Linked DNA regions of Mus musculus: region 1 is linked to region 2. A link is a contact called in public Hi-C data. All regions are on one chromosome and are shown on one strand. Each heading gives the region's core, a stretch centred on a gene start, on an enhancer-like site or on the middle of the called end of the contact. The rest is flanking DNA. Distances are from core to core; before and after follow the strand shown. Region 1 holds the start of Slitrk3 (SLIT and NTRK-like family, member 3). Region 2 has its middle 31 kb from the start of Gm35817.

Region 1 (7,135 bases), core at 2,533-5,032, 3.1 Mb after region 2:
CGGTGCAGAGGCCTTGGACAGTGAAACCATATTTGGAATGGGCCTTTCTCTTCACAGACTTCCGTCCAAGGCCAGGATGAGCTAGTTACCCACATCCTGCAGGTGGAAAGATCTGAGACTCTCTGCCACTGGCTAGGTGTCCCAAATAAGAGGCAAAACATCCTCAGCGACTTGGACTGACTTTCTCTTGAATTCTGCTTCAATTTCTTTGCACCAAAACCTTTCCTTCAATTTAGATAAACTTCTAACTCAACAACTCTGTGTTTCCTTTCAACTTTCTGCTCTTCCTTCCTTTCTTTCTTCCTTCCTTCCCACCTTCCCCTCCAGCCTATCTCCTAGCTCCCTCTCTACAGCTCCCCCCTCCTTCCCTTTTTTTTTTCACACCCTCTTTCCCCTCTTTCTCCACTGGTAGGGAGACTGAGAAGCTTGAAAAGCAGTGGGGCAATTCACACTCTTCCTCTGGAGGCCTCAAGGGAGGGAAATTGCTCAAATTGGTTTTCTTTTCCTTTAGTTCCTCCTTTAGTTCCTTTCCTCTGCCCCCCTCTTCCCTCCTCTCCCTCTCTCTTTCTCTTTCCTCTCTAGTATCCCCCAAAGGTAATGCTAAGGAATGTCCAGATGAGAGGCGACTGAATGAAGATTTGACAGGGGGAAGCGACCAGCTCTCTCCCAGACTCCTCTAAAAGGACCTTTCAATGGTATCAAATGCTAGGAGAAAGCACAACTTGATGGTGGAATTGAGGAGTACCCAACAAGCATCTAGGGGTTCTGCTAAGTGGGAACTGTGCAATGTGTCCAGAATGCAGGAACCCTTCCCCCATCCTATCTTTAGTTCATAAGGGGACATAGGTTTTCTGTTTCCTGACTACTAAATAATTGAACTCCATTGCCAGGGTCTCAAAGTTAGCAGGTGCTGAAGATGATTTGCTTAAGGTATTTTGCACAACCAAATTGAAGGAGGAAGAGGAGGGGGAGGAGGAGGAGGAAGAGGAGGAGGAGGAGGAGGAGGAGGAGGAGAAGAAGAAGAAGAAGAAGAAGAAGAAGAAGAAGAAGAAGAAGAAGAAGAAGAAGAAGAAGAAGAAGAAGAAGAAGAAGAAGAAGAAGAAGAAGAAGGGAAGAGGAAGGGAAAAAAGAAGGGGAAGGGGAAGGAAAGGGAAGAGAGGAGGAGGAGGAGGAGGAGGAGGAGGAGGAGGAGGAGGAGGAGGAACATAGCTATGAATTTCTTACCACTTTAAAATCTATTTCATCTAATTGAGCAAAGCATTGCTTAAAGTCAGTCTGAGATCTGGATGATAGCTTGCATTAAAAATATCCATGCATCTGTCCATTACCCCACAGTAACTAAGATTGGAAATAGCAATGGAACTCAGTAAGCAGCAGGCTGTAAGAGTCTCTTAACATTCTGTACCCTTCACATCCCAGACCCACCCTTTTCTCAGAGAGGTCTCCACCAGGAAACAAGCTTACATTGAAAACCCTCAGTGTACACTGAAAACTGCTCGGGACGGACCAGTTTTACCTCCCTCTCCAGTACCCTGAACCCATCTCCTTGGTCACCCAGTCTGCAAAGGCAGCAGCTGCTTCAGGGATCCTGTGGGAACCCAGGCTCTAATGGAATGAATAGGTAATCAGGAGGCTGTCCTGGGCTTCACAGTCACAGTAAATGGCCTCTGCAACCACGTCCCAGTAGTCTCTGGAACCACAGTCCTTAGTGCTGGACTTTGGCCATGTTCTAAAGGCCTTTCATGAGTTCTCTTGCCTTTATTTTAGCATAGCATGTTTAAAGGGTGGGAAGGGCTCTGAAAGTTAGGGGATGCTGGGCCCTCTGGCTGGTTTCTTCTGTGTCCTGCTGGGAGCGCCGGCACCATTGATTTGTCCAGAGAAGGACAAGAAGCTCTTTCTACACAGCAAGCCCCTTTCCTACCCCCCCTCTTCAGTACTCCCCTTCATTCCAGATCTAAGATTAAATATTCCAATATGGAAGCGAAACGATCTCCCTGGAACAAATAATTAAAATGCTGCATCATTCATTTTCTGAAGAGCTATGAGCCTTCTATAGAATCTTTTTTTACTCCGCTACTGACAGGCAAGGCATACAAGGAGTCTCTTTAGAAAAAAATTATATATATATATATATATATATATATATATATATCCATCCCCGTTTTCCTTCTGTCTCTTAAAATACAACCCAGCGCTCCACGGGGGGAGGGGTTTTCCTCTTGGCCACCTGGCCTATATGTTAGAGTTAAGATTTCTTTCCCCTGAAAAACAGGTTTGAGGTTATATTAGTCTCCAGAAGCCCTTCTTTCATCAACGTCCTTACATCTATTGAATCCAATTCTTAAAATTATATATATATATATATATATATATATATATATATATAATTTTTAAAAAATCCTAGCACCTGTGAGTGTATAGAAGATCCAGCAGCCAAAGTCAATGCGTTCTACAGTACATATCCTACATAAGACATACACTGATTGCAATCAGGCAAAGTAGGAACGGATGTCGATGAGTACCTATGGTGCAGAGCGCTCAGGATCTCCGAGGTTCGCTCCAAGGGGCTTCTCAGCGGGAGGGGCAAACTCTCCGCGAGGCTGCATTGTATCCGTCATTCTGTCGCCCAGTATCTTCCCCTCTTCCAGCCACCAACTTTCAGAAAGGCTACCAAATCACGCTTGTAATCCTTTCAGAGTGGTCCACCTTTAGACTTAGAGGGAAATGGTCGCTGCATAGCGATGGGAGAGCCGAGCGCGCACCTAGCGCGGTGAAGCTGGCGACCGTGGGCTCAGGACCACTGCTCTCTGTGCTTGCTCCGGATGGCAGGCAGGCTGTGCAAGTGTCCCAGGACCTGGATGGCCTGATCAAAGATCTTGATGCTCTTCCTTCAGTGGCAAGCGCCCCGGTTCCCGAGAGCCCGGGTCCCTTTCTGCATTTCTCTTTATCTGTATCTCGCTGAAAGCTTGTCTCTCTCACAGCGCAATCCCTGCCTGCGGCCTCGGTCTACTCGAGGAGATAGAGCTAGCCCTTGGCTTTCCCGAGTGTCTTTGCTCTTTGCCCTTTGGATGGGTGGGAGTGGGGGTGGGTGGCATGGAGATGAGAGAAGACAGGGTGGGGAGAGACAGAAAGAAGGCAGGAAGGGGGCGACTAGATCTCAGATCCCAGCATTGGTCAGGTGGCGGGGTGGGGGGTGGGGGGTGGGGGTGAGGACACAGATACAACAGTATGGCTGTACACACCACATTGCACTTGGCGTTGGGAAATCTCAGGCAGAACACGAAGGCGATGTGATCCCGTTGGCGGGTTGTGAATCCCCTGACAGCCCACCATTGGAGCGCCTTCACTTCTTCAGCCAGAGGACAGGGAGCGGTGGGCAGAGGAGGGGGGCGAGCGTTCCAGGCCAAGGAGACGCTCCCGGCGGCGGCGACAGTGGCGGCGACCGCATCTTTTAAAGACTGACCTGCTTTAAAAGTACCGCTTTGATGGCCTAGGAAATAACTAAAATCAGATTACACGTTACTTACCGAACGTCTGCCTCTAAACTGGGAGCGCCAGGTCAGGGACTAGAAGGCAATACAGAAAACGCAGGGCTGGAACCCGAATGCAAAGCCACCAGCCGCCCCCAAATCGCGCACCGAGGGAGCGGCGCTCCGGAGCCCCCAGATCAGCCCATCGCTGGAGCCTCCGCCAGCTTGTCCCCCCGCACCCCCGGCCCCTCCTCCGCGCCAACTGTGTAAATCAGCCGCCGCAGTCCTCTCGCCGCGCATCGCAGGCAAATCCCTGCTTAGGAAGCAAGTGATTCTCTCTCTCTCTCTCTCTCTCTCTCTCTCTCTCTCTCTCTCTCTCTCTCTCTCTCTCTCTCTCTCTCTCTCCTCTCTCTCCTCTCTTCTCTCCTCTCTCTCTCCTCTCTCTCTCCTCTCTCCTCTTCTCTCTCTCTCTCTCTCTCTCTCTCTCTCTCTCTCTCTCTCTCTCTCTCTCTCTCTCTCTCCCTCCCTCCCTCCCTCCCACCCTCTCCGTTTTCTATTTATTGGTCACAATTTGCCAGCTCCACTAAGAGAGATCCTGTCAGGAAGTCAGCATTCTGTATCGGTGGATTGATTTCTAACTTTTGCAAATGAGAGATGGCTGTTTGGAAAATTACAGCTCAAACTAAAGGGGATGGGGTGGGGGGAGATGATCAAATTAAGAGCATGTGAACTGTATCGGGGGCAACATCACTGAATGCTTACCAGGAGCCATTCCAAGTGGTTTGTAGAAACCGCCAACATAGGTGACAAACTGAAAGTACTAACATTTCCTCATCTCTTTTTACTTGCTAACGTGGGGGTTTGAGGGGGGTGGTGATGAGACTGTAGCATGGTTGGAAGGGGGTGGAGATTTGAGGGAGAGGAGTCAGATACCAATTGGTGACAAATGAGATGAGGACATTAGGAAGATGCTTGCACTCATGAAAGTGCTCCATGATCCAGGGGACCACTGACTGCCTCCACTGCAGTCTTGTTAATGCAGTTGCTCAATGTTCCTCCATCCAATCTGCAGGGCAAACCAACGCAGTTCTTTTTAATAGATCCTGTTCATTAGCCAACTGTCTTGGAGAAAGGGTGGCATTCCCACGAACTCCCAAACATGAGAGATAGGGGGAGTTCCGTGGGAGACATCTCTGTGACTCTCACTATTCCTTTTAGATGTGAAAACATCGAATTGCCCAAGACAAGTGAAATTATGTATGTATTATCATTGTAAGCATAACACATCAACTGGACCATATTTTCAGAAGTTTTTCAAGGAACTCCAGCTTATCTCTTGAAAAGACACAGGGCTTTTAAATTGTTCATGACAATCTTTATGAGAGGGGCATGGAGATACGTTGCCCCTTCTTTTATGAGGTTTTGTTCATTTGTCTGCTGTATAGGCATATTTAATCACAGTCTAGGGCCCATATTATTATCATTATAAAGGAGAGAATAGAATTGGTCAGGCCCAGAAAGATGGCCCTGTTCAGTTTTATGTAACACATAGGCACACAAACATAGTTGATTCAGAATGGTAACCACTTTGGTATTCTGTGAAGTGGGGATTTAGAATGTCATACTTAAAATGTTTCAGTTTGTTCTTCAAAATACTCAGTGTCCTTTAAGATGATTAATAAAGTATCTCCAGTGACCCAGAACATGACCAAAGCACCATGACATCAAGCTTGTTCTTTTTAAATACAGCGTTTCAGTTTTATGGGGCAAAATTCAAACTTTTATCAATGTTTTCTAGGTCAATAATGCCTTCTTTGTGAGTCTTTGCTGTGTGAAAACTTGGGTGTGGAAGGGACATTTGTCATAGCAGTTCCCCTAATGAGGTTTCCCAATTTGGTTTCAAAGAAATTTATGCAAGAAATACTGCCAACAAACTATCCTTATTATTATTATTATTATCATTATTATTTTCAAGAGTCAGATGTAAGAGAAACCCAACTGCAGTAGTAGGCTGAGGAGTCAAGAGATGCTTCAAGCCTTGTTGAGTGGCTGCACAACTTAATTCCTGGGGTTGCCATATTCCACGTAGGCAAGTATGAAATCACACACATGCCTTTCGCTTCAGGGCTGGGGAAATATAACCCTGAAGGAACCTCATATCATCCTCTCTATATTACCTGACTTTCTTTGACTTTTGGGTCTATTTTTACTTCATTTGATTTTCATGCTTACTTTTGATGCAAAGATTCCAAATATACTCCCATATATCTTGGCTCTAAGGAGCATGGCAAAGGTGAATTGATAGAGTAAACTGATGATATTAAAGGTGAACACTGTCAGCACAAAAAAATTCATGCCAGATTTAAAAAAAAAATGTGTGGACTAAAACACCTTTCATGTGTCTTTGTTTTGTAGTGTTCACTCCAAAGATGTTTGTTGCTTTAGCTATGGCTTTACTTACTGAAACTTACTTTCCACATGCTATGGAAAAAAGAAACCTCCACTTAAAAAAAGATACTTTTTATTGATGATGTAGTAGCAAGTAAAAGTCAATGTGACATGGATGTTCTGAAATGGGATTTATTTAAATATGAATGATTAAACATTTATTTCCCCATCAATGATGGGGCAAAGTTCAAGGTTTTCATCTGGCATGTGTTGGAATTTACAGATGACAGGACACTTGAAAGTGGCCTTTCATCTGGCATGTGTTAGAATATACAGATGACAGGACTCTTGAAAGTGGCCTTGTAGCATGAGTGTAGAACAAGAATGCTGTTGAACACGTTTTTTTCAATGTCATCAATTTTTAAAGTACAAACACACACACACACACACACACAAAAGCCTGTGAAAGATTTTGGCTGCCTTCACCTCACAGTTGGGACTTGCTTATACAATTTCTTCTAGTTTCCACAGCCTATATAAAGCTCAGTTCTCATTTCTATGTCATTAAACGACTAATGTTTACTAATTCTAATATCTATACCTCTGTCTCTTGAGCACTGAAATTGATTCTTTTTCACATATGAATATCCAACAGAAATTACAGAATGCCAAATGGGGGCAATTTCCCATCATATCTGATGAAACACAGCTATTTTCCTGGTGGCTGCTAAGAACTGTATTTCCTCATATACAAGTGCTTTGAAAATATTGGTGAGCTGGGGAATGTGTTTATTACAAATGCTCAAGTTGATGAATATTTTAAATAATACTATAATAAAAATATTAACATATGGCACATAGTTAAGACACTTCACTCGTTTTTTAGGAGATGATATATAATTCCAACTTTTATCAATTTCGCTATCATAAAACATCTTCTAAAAGAGTTCATTAAAATAATTTATTAGAATGTAAAAGGCTACTTCTATACTTTTGCATGTTATTTTTTTTGCACCCTTACATAGTCAATGGATAATCTGACCTAATCTACTTGTGTCTTAATTTATTACACCATTTTAATTCAAAGACCACTAGGGAAATATCCATTAAGCAAGACCTACCCTACCATTCAGGGGGAAAAAAAAGCTTCAAAATCATACATACATAGGCTCCCATGTTGACCTCCCTTACAATCTCATCTCTGACCCCCCCCCCTCCACTCTGTATCTGTCTCTCTCTGTCTGTCTCTGTCTATCTGTCTCTCTGTCTCTCTGTCT
Region 2 (7,513 bases), core at 1,879-4,378:
AGAGAACACTGACTTCCAGGCAGCTAGGAGGAGGGTCTTACAGCTCATCCCCACAGTGACACACTTCCTCCAACAAGGCCATGCCTCCTAATAGTGCCACTCCCTGGGCCAAGCATATTCAAACCGCCACAATTATTATAAAGTCTTAAAAATATTAGTAATTATGTAGATTCTTTGAATAAACAAAGTACAAAAATTATATCAAGTCTAGAAAAAAAAGTGTTTAAATTTCATTAGCGAAAAAAATCTAAATTAAGAAAAAAAGCAACACTTCAAAACCATTTCACACTAAAATATTTCATTGCGGTTATACAATGTTATGAAAATGCGGTCATACTCACCAATGACTGAACATTTTCTGACTCACAGCAAAGTTAACTATACTCTTGAGCGCACTCGAGGGACTGGGCTGGAGAGGCTGCTCAGTGGTTAAGAGCCTGGACTGACTGCTCTTGCAGAGGACCTGAGTTAGTTCCTAGTATGGAAACCAGGCAGTTCACGATGACCTGTAGTTCCAGTCCCAGGGAATGTGCCACCTTCTTCTGAACTGTGTAGATGCCTGCACTCGTGTGCTCATAGCTACTCGTGCATGCACACACATGTGCTCATAGCTACTCGTGCATGCACACGTGCATACACACACACACACACACACACACACACACAAAATGATGATGATGATAGTGATGATGATGATGATAATGATGATAAGACTGTATACTCATTGTGCTGTCCTACTGTGCACCCAGCCTGTTTAACTTGGACCTGCCTTTAGGAGAGCATCGTAACCTTCCATACTTGCCTTGGACTTCCCATGTAATCAGCTTTTACAACCTAAGCTAAATGCATAGCTTTAGCTTTTAAGTTGTGCTCTCATTCCTGCTCTGACCCAGAGCAATGTGTGTGTGTGTGTATGGTGATGGTGGTGGTGGTGGTAATCGTTTGCTGAGAGCATCAAACAGGTTAGAAGCAACCTTACAAAATAAGCAGAAACTGTAAATGTTGTTAAAAAAAATGTGGACATAGCTTGATAACATGTTTGCTAGTCTGCTTCGGTTTGGGTAGGTAAAGTTATCTCTTCCCTTACAAACTCCACTAAAGATGCCTTGTGATCTCTCATCCCTTTCCCATGGCATGCTTTCTATGCTGTGTAATAAATACAGAGCAAAGCCTCTTTTTACAGACAGCAACAGGGACGGACACAGACTGACAGATTCACAGAGACAGTCAGACATCAGACAGGTACAACTGAGAGGTTACACATCGGCCAGTAACCACAGGCAAAAGACAGATGGGAGACATAGGCAGAATTGAAATTTGAGTTTGACTCTTGGTCAAATTAATCTAAGAGAAGTCTGTTTTCACTCTGTAATGTGGCGATGACACATTTTGGTGCCTCTGAGGTTATCTTTAATGAGTTAATTTGTTGTTGTTGTTGGTGGTGGTGGTGGTAACACTGCTGCTGCTTTGTGTGTGTGTGTGTGTGTGTGTGTGTGTGTGTGTGTGTGTGTGTGTGTGTGTACCATGTTGTACACACAAACGCCAGAGGACAACTGTGTGGAGTTGGTTTTCTCCTTTCACCTTGAACTCAGGTCGTCAGGGTTACACAGAGAAGGCTGACCTGCTGAGCTATCTCGCTGGCCTTAACATTGTGATTTTTATAGCTAACCATCAGCTAAAAGTCTCAGAACAAGGTCAGTGTGTGAGCAAAGGACTTTGTATTGTTGGTAAGGACAAACTGGCATCGAATTCTCAACTAGAGTTTGTTTTGCTGAAGTGTTCCTGAGTTACCCGACTGTTTTAAGATCTCTCTATCTCTCTCTCTCTCTCTCTCTCTCTCTCTCTCTCTCTCTCTCCCTTCCTCCCTCTCTCCCTTCCTCCCTCCCTCCCTTTCTTCCTCTCCCCTCTTTCTTAATGAGAAGAGGCACATATCTCTCAGCTTCCCCCAAAGATCTACATTCCCAAATAATAAGAACAAAACTTTAAATGATTTTTGGACAGTAATGTGTCAAAATACAACCCTGAAGTCAAAGGCTTGCATATTTCTAAATTATTTTGAATGCTTAACAATGAACGACATATTATCCAAATGTTTGATAATAGAAGATTTGAAATAAATCACACTCCAGTCCTAGGCTAGTCTCTAGCTGTTAACAATTGCATTGTAGAACTAGTCGTGTGGAAACACTGAGCACCCGTGAACTAGAAATAGCTCCTTGTAAAAGCCCTTGTTATAACCTGACTTTCTCAATATGTAAACCATAAGTCATGGGCACAAGAAAAGATCTGAGTATGTGCCTGGTAAAACATGCTATAGCCATTCATAGGTGACAAACTGGAGTGCTTGTCTTTATTTTTTAAAAGAATCTATGAACGTGACTTTTGTAATAAAAATATAGTAAGTGTTTTAGAAAAGGAATTATTTCTCTCTTTTCTGTTCAAATATCAAACACGGGAGCTTAGCTAACCACTGTGCAGCACTCTGAGCTGGACAGGTGAACGTGTGTAGTAGCAGGAAAGAGCTAGAAGAGAAACCACGATAACCTACCACCTGCTTCCATTTGCAGACCGAGTCTGGAAACTTCTCAAAGACGCCTTAGCAACCCGTAACTTTCCTAGCAAATATAAAAATCTGTGCTGTTCAGCACTTTACAAGATGCTGAAAGTTATTACTAGTGTAAAAAGGCAGAGTAGAATAGAATAAAACGACTTTTAAAAGAGCATTAATAAAAGGCTAATAGATCACTGTCAAGCATGCAGATAAACTCCTGCGTGCGTTTGTGTTTTTCTGTGGCAACCAGTCACTGAAGTTCAGATTTCCACACAAGTTTAATCTCATTTTTCTTTTTTCCTTTCCCTTTCTTTCTGTGACTTTTGGGTGGGGGCTTTTATTTAATTTTATTTTATTTTTACTTGTAGCATATATTTTCCAGTGTAGTTACTGCGAAGGGAGGCTTTGGAGGAGCAACAACTCGTGACCCTTATCATGTTTTAAACTGGAAGTAATGAAACAAAGCTACTCAGGGGCAATTGGTTTAGTTTTACATCTTTTCCACGGTTTTTGTGCTGTAGGCGGCCCCCCTTCCTCCTCCTACCTCCTGTTCCTGTGCAGAGCGAAGGCATAGGATTCCAGTGCAGGAAGGGAGCAGTCTGCAGGACAGGATACTGCATTATGTACACAGCTTCTAAAAGCGGATAAGATACGGTGAAAGCCCCTCGAGGGGATGTGAGAGCATTCCTGAATGACGGATCTCAAGGGAGGCAAGGATGAGGGCCAGGTGCGGGCTTACCCCAGCTGCGTGCCTCAGTGTGCGCTCCCACGCCTCAGTGGGTCTAAATGCCTACAAGGAGGAGAACCGGATGCCTGGAGGCACGGAGGGACGTGGGCAGAACTTTCTCTTCACGTCTGTTAATCTTGTCTTCCCAGAAAGACCATGTCTAGGTCATTTCTTCCAATTGCAGAAAAGAAGGTTACAATTAAATAAAAACAACAGCCTTAAGTTTTGTCATAATGAAAACCACTTCAAGCCTCAAGGCTTGGCTGCCAGATTGAAGCTGAAGCTTAGTGTATTATTATTATTATTATTATTATTATTATTATTATTATCAATAGCATTTTAAATAGTGTTTGTAAGTGTAGCATGATTGTGCAGAGTAATGGATTTACCGTGACATTCTTGTATACGTGCATCATGTGTTTTCTCCTTGATCACCTTGCTTTAAGTACTGTCTGCCCTCCTCTCCAATCCATATAGCTCCCCTCTGCTATTAAGTCTTATTTAAGGATTGATTTCTCATATGTAAGAACAGGTGCGATATTTGTCTTTCCGAGTCTGGCTTATTCTGCTACAAACGATACTCTCAAGTTCCATCTGTTTTTTTCTGTTATGACTTTCCTCTTTGTGGCTGAGCAAGACTCCATTGTGAGCATGTCACACAAATCTCTTCCCATCCTTTCACTGAGGACACCTCAGCTAACGCTATAACCTGGCTACTGTGAACAGTGAGCGCAGCAGTTACATGCATGCGCAGGTGTCTCTGAGGCATGCTAACGCGGATCCTTCAGGTATAATCCTAGACGTGATGTAGCTGGATTCCATGGTAGCTCTACTTTCAGGTCCTGATTGAAGCACCATACTGATTTACACAGTGGCTACATGTAGTGGCTATTCCTGGTTGTCAACTTGACTATATCTGGAATGAACTACAATCCAGAATTGGAAGGCTCACCAGTGACCCTTATCTGGAGGCTGGGAGATAGAAGTTTCTGACCTGGATCTTGGTATGGAGATCTTGAGGCATAGTGGCTATGGATTCCAGAAGATTAAGACAGGGAGATCTCTGAGTTCAAGGTTATCTGTGTGGTGGCATACACCTTTAATCTGAGCTACACCTTCTGCTGGAGACCATATAAAGACATTGGAAGAAGGGAGCCTCTCTTTTTTTTGCCTGCTTGCTGTGTGGGACTGAGTAACTGCTAGATTCTTGGACTTCCATTCACAGCTGCTACTGACCATTGTTGGGAATTGGACTGAAGACTGTAAGTCATCAATAAATTCCTTTACTATATAGAGACTATCTATAAGTTCTGTGACTCTAGAGATCCCTGACTAATACAGAAGTTATTGCATGGAGTGGTTCTAGTGGAGCAGAAATATAAGGATGAATCTTTTTTTTTCTTTTTTTTTCTTAGGTATTTTCCTCGTTTACATTTCCAATGTTATCTCAAAAGTTCCCCATACCCACCCCCCCCAATCCCCTACCCACCCACTCCCCTTTTTGGCCCTGGCGTTCCCCTGTACTGGGGCATATAAAGTTTGCAAGTCCAATGGGCCTCTCTTTCCAGTGATGGCCAACTAGGCCATCTTTTGATACATAGGCAGCTAGAGTCAAGAGCTCCGGTGGGTACTGGTTAGTTCATATTGTTGTTCCACCTATAGGGTTGCAGTTCCCTTTAGCTCCTTGGGTACTTTCTCTAGCTCCTCCATCGGGGGCCGTGTGACCCATCCAATAGCTGACTGTGAGCATCCACTTCTGTGTTTGCTAAGCCCCAGCATAGTCTCACGAGAGACAGCTATATCAGGGTCCTATCAGCACAATCTTGCTAGTGTATGCAATGGTGTAAGCGTTTGGAAGCTGATTATGGGATGGATCCCTGGATATGGCAAGACTAGATGGTCCATCCTTTCGTCACAGCTCCAAATTTTGTCTCTGTAACTCCTTCCATGGGTGTTTTGTTCCCATTTCTAAGAAGGAGCAAAGTGTCCACACTTTGGTCTTCGTTCTTCTTGAGTTTCATGCGTTTAGCAAATTATATCTTATATCTTGGGTATCCTAAGTTTCTGGGCTAATATCCACTTATCAGTGAGTACATATCATGTGTGTTCTTTTGTGATTGGGTTACCTCACTCAGGATGATGCCCTCCAGGTCCATCCATTTGCTTAGGAATTTCATAAATTCATTCTTTTTAATAGCTGAGCAGTACTTCATTGTGTAAATGTACCACATTTTCTGTATCCATTCCTCTGTTGAGGGGCATCTGTGTTCTTTCCAGCTTCTGGCTATTATAAATAAGGCTGCTATGAACATAGTGGAGCATGTGTCCTTCTTAACGGTTGGGCTATCTTCTGGATATATGCCCAGGAGAGGTATTGCGGGATCTTCCGGTAGTACTATGTCCAATTTTCTGAGGAACCACCAGACTGATTTCCAGAGTGGTTGTACAAGCTTGCAATCCCACCAACAATGGAGGAGTGTTCCTCTTTCCCCACATCCTTGCCAGCATCTGCTGTCACCTGAATTTTTGATCTTAGCCATCCTGACTGGTGTGAGGTGGAATCTCAGTGTTGTTTTGATTTGCATTTCCCTGAAGATTAAGGATGTTGAACATTTTTTCAGGTGCTTCTCTGCCATTCGGTGTTCCTCAGGTGAGAATTCTTTGTTCAGCTCTGAGCCCCATTTTTTAATGGGGTTATTTGATTTTCTGGAGTCCACCTTCTTGAGTTCTTTTTATATATATTGGATATTAGTCCCCTATCCTATTTGGGGTAGGTAAAGATCCTTTCCCAATCTGTTGGTGGTCTTTTTGTCTTATTGACGGTGTCTTTTGCCTTGCAGAAGCTTTGCAGTTTCATGAGGTCCCATTTATCGATTCTTGATCTTACAGCACAAGCCATTGCTGTTCTATTCAGGAATTTTCCCCCTGTACCCATATCTTCGAAGCTTTTCCCTATTTTCTCCTCTATAAGTTTCAGTGTCTCTGGTTTTATGTGGAGTTCCTTAATCCACTTAGATTTGACCTTAGTACAAGGAGATAGAAATGGATCAATTCGCATTCTTCTACATGATAACCGCCAGTTGTGCCAGCACCAATTGTTGAAAATGCTGTCTTTCTTCCACTGGATGGTTTTAGCTCCCTTGTCAAAGATCAAGTGACCATAGGTGTGTGGGTTCATCTCTGGGTCTTCAATTCTGTTCCATTGGTCTACTTGTCTGTCACTATACCAGTACCATGCAGTTTTTAATCACGATTGCTCTGTAGTACAGCTTTAGGTCAGGCATGGTGATTCCACCAGAGGTTCTTTTATCCTTGAGAAGAGTTTTTGCTATCCTAGGTTTTTTGTTTTTCCAGATGAATCTGCCGATTGCCCTTTCTAATTCGTTGAAGAATTGAGTTGGAATTTTGATGGGGATTGCATTGAATCTGTAGATTGCTTTTGGCAAGATAGCCATTTTTACTATATTGATCCTGCCAATCCATGAGCATGGGAGATCTTTCCATCTTCTGAGATCTTCTTTAATTTCTTTCTTCAGAGACTTGAAGTTCTTATCATAAAGATCTTTCACTTCCTTAGTTAGAGTCACGCCAAAGTATTTTATATTATTTGTGACTATTGAGAAGGGTGTTGTTTCCCTAATTTCTTTCTCAGCCTGTTTATCCTTTGTGTACAGAAAGGCCATTGACTTGTTTGAGTTAATTTTATATCCAGCTACTTCATTGAAGCTGTTTATCAGGCTTAGGAGTTCTCTGGTGGAATTTTTAGGGTCACTTATATATACTATCATATCATCTGCAAAAAGTGATATTTTGACTTCTTCCTTTCCAATTTGTATCCCCTTGATCTCCTTTTGTTGTCTAATTGCTCTGGCTAGGACTTCAAGTACATTGTTGAATAGGTAGGGCAAGAGTGGACAGCCTTGTGTAGTCCCTGATTTTAGTGGGATTGCTTCCAGCTTCTCACCATTTACTTTGAGGTTGGCTACTGGTCTGCTGTAGATTGCTTTTATCATGTTTAGGTATGGGCCTTGAATTCCTGATCTTTCCAAGACTTTTATCATGAATGGGTGTTGGATTTTGTCAAATGCTTTCACAGCATCTAACGAGATGATCATGTGGTTTTTGTCTTTGAGTTTGTTTATATGCTGGATTACTTTGATTGATTTCCGTATATTGAACCATTCCTGCATCCCTGGGATGAAACCTACTTGGTCAGAATGAATGATTGTTTTGAT

Evidence for each region. A called contact is a pair of places that touch in the nucleus more often than the background predicts.
Region 1: a contact with region 2 is called in a Hi-C map of nephron progenitors, with 3 times the contacts expected there. The contact joins the promoter of Slitrk3 here to the enhancer-like site in region 2. A contact is called at or near these places in 3 of 39 promoter capture datasets (cranial neural crest, maxillary cranial neural crest and second pharyngeal arch cranial neural crest) and 2 of 484 Hi-C or Micro-C datasets (nephron progenitors and palatal mesenchyme).

What each region holds. Positions count from the first base shown.
Region 1 is chr3:73,054,021-73,061,155 of GRCm38.p6, forward strand. It overlaps Slitrk3 (SLIT and NTRK-like family, member 3), which reads right to left and starts at 3,783. Exons shown (of 2, transcript NM_001357851.1): 1 at 3,528-3,783.
Region 2 is chr3:69,909,858-69,917,370 of GRCm38.p6, forward strand. No RefSeq gene overlaps it. Among named protein-coding and RNA genes, the nearest start is that of Gm35817, 31 kb to the left of the region's middle. Within about 2 kb of position 3,129, at least 10 of the 459 cell types and tissues checked have an H3K27ac peak or open chromatin away from gene starts, as enhancers often do. A contact at or near this core is called in nephron progenitors, where this site is marked.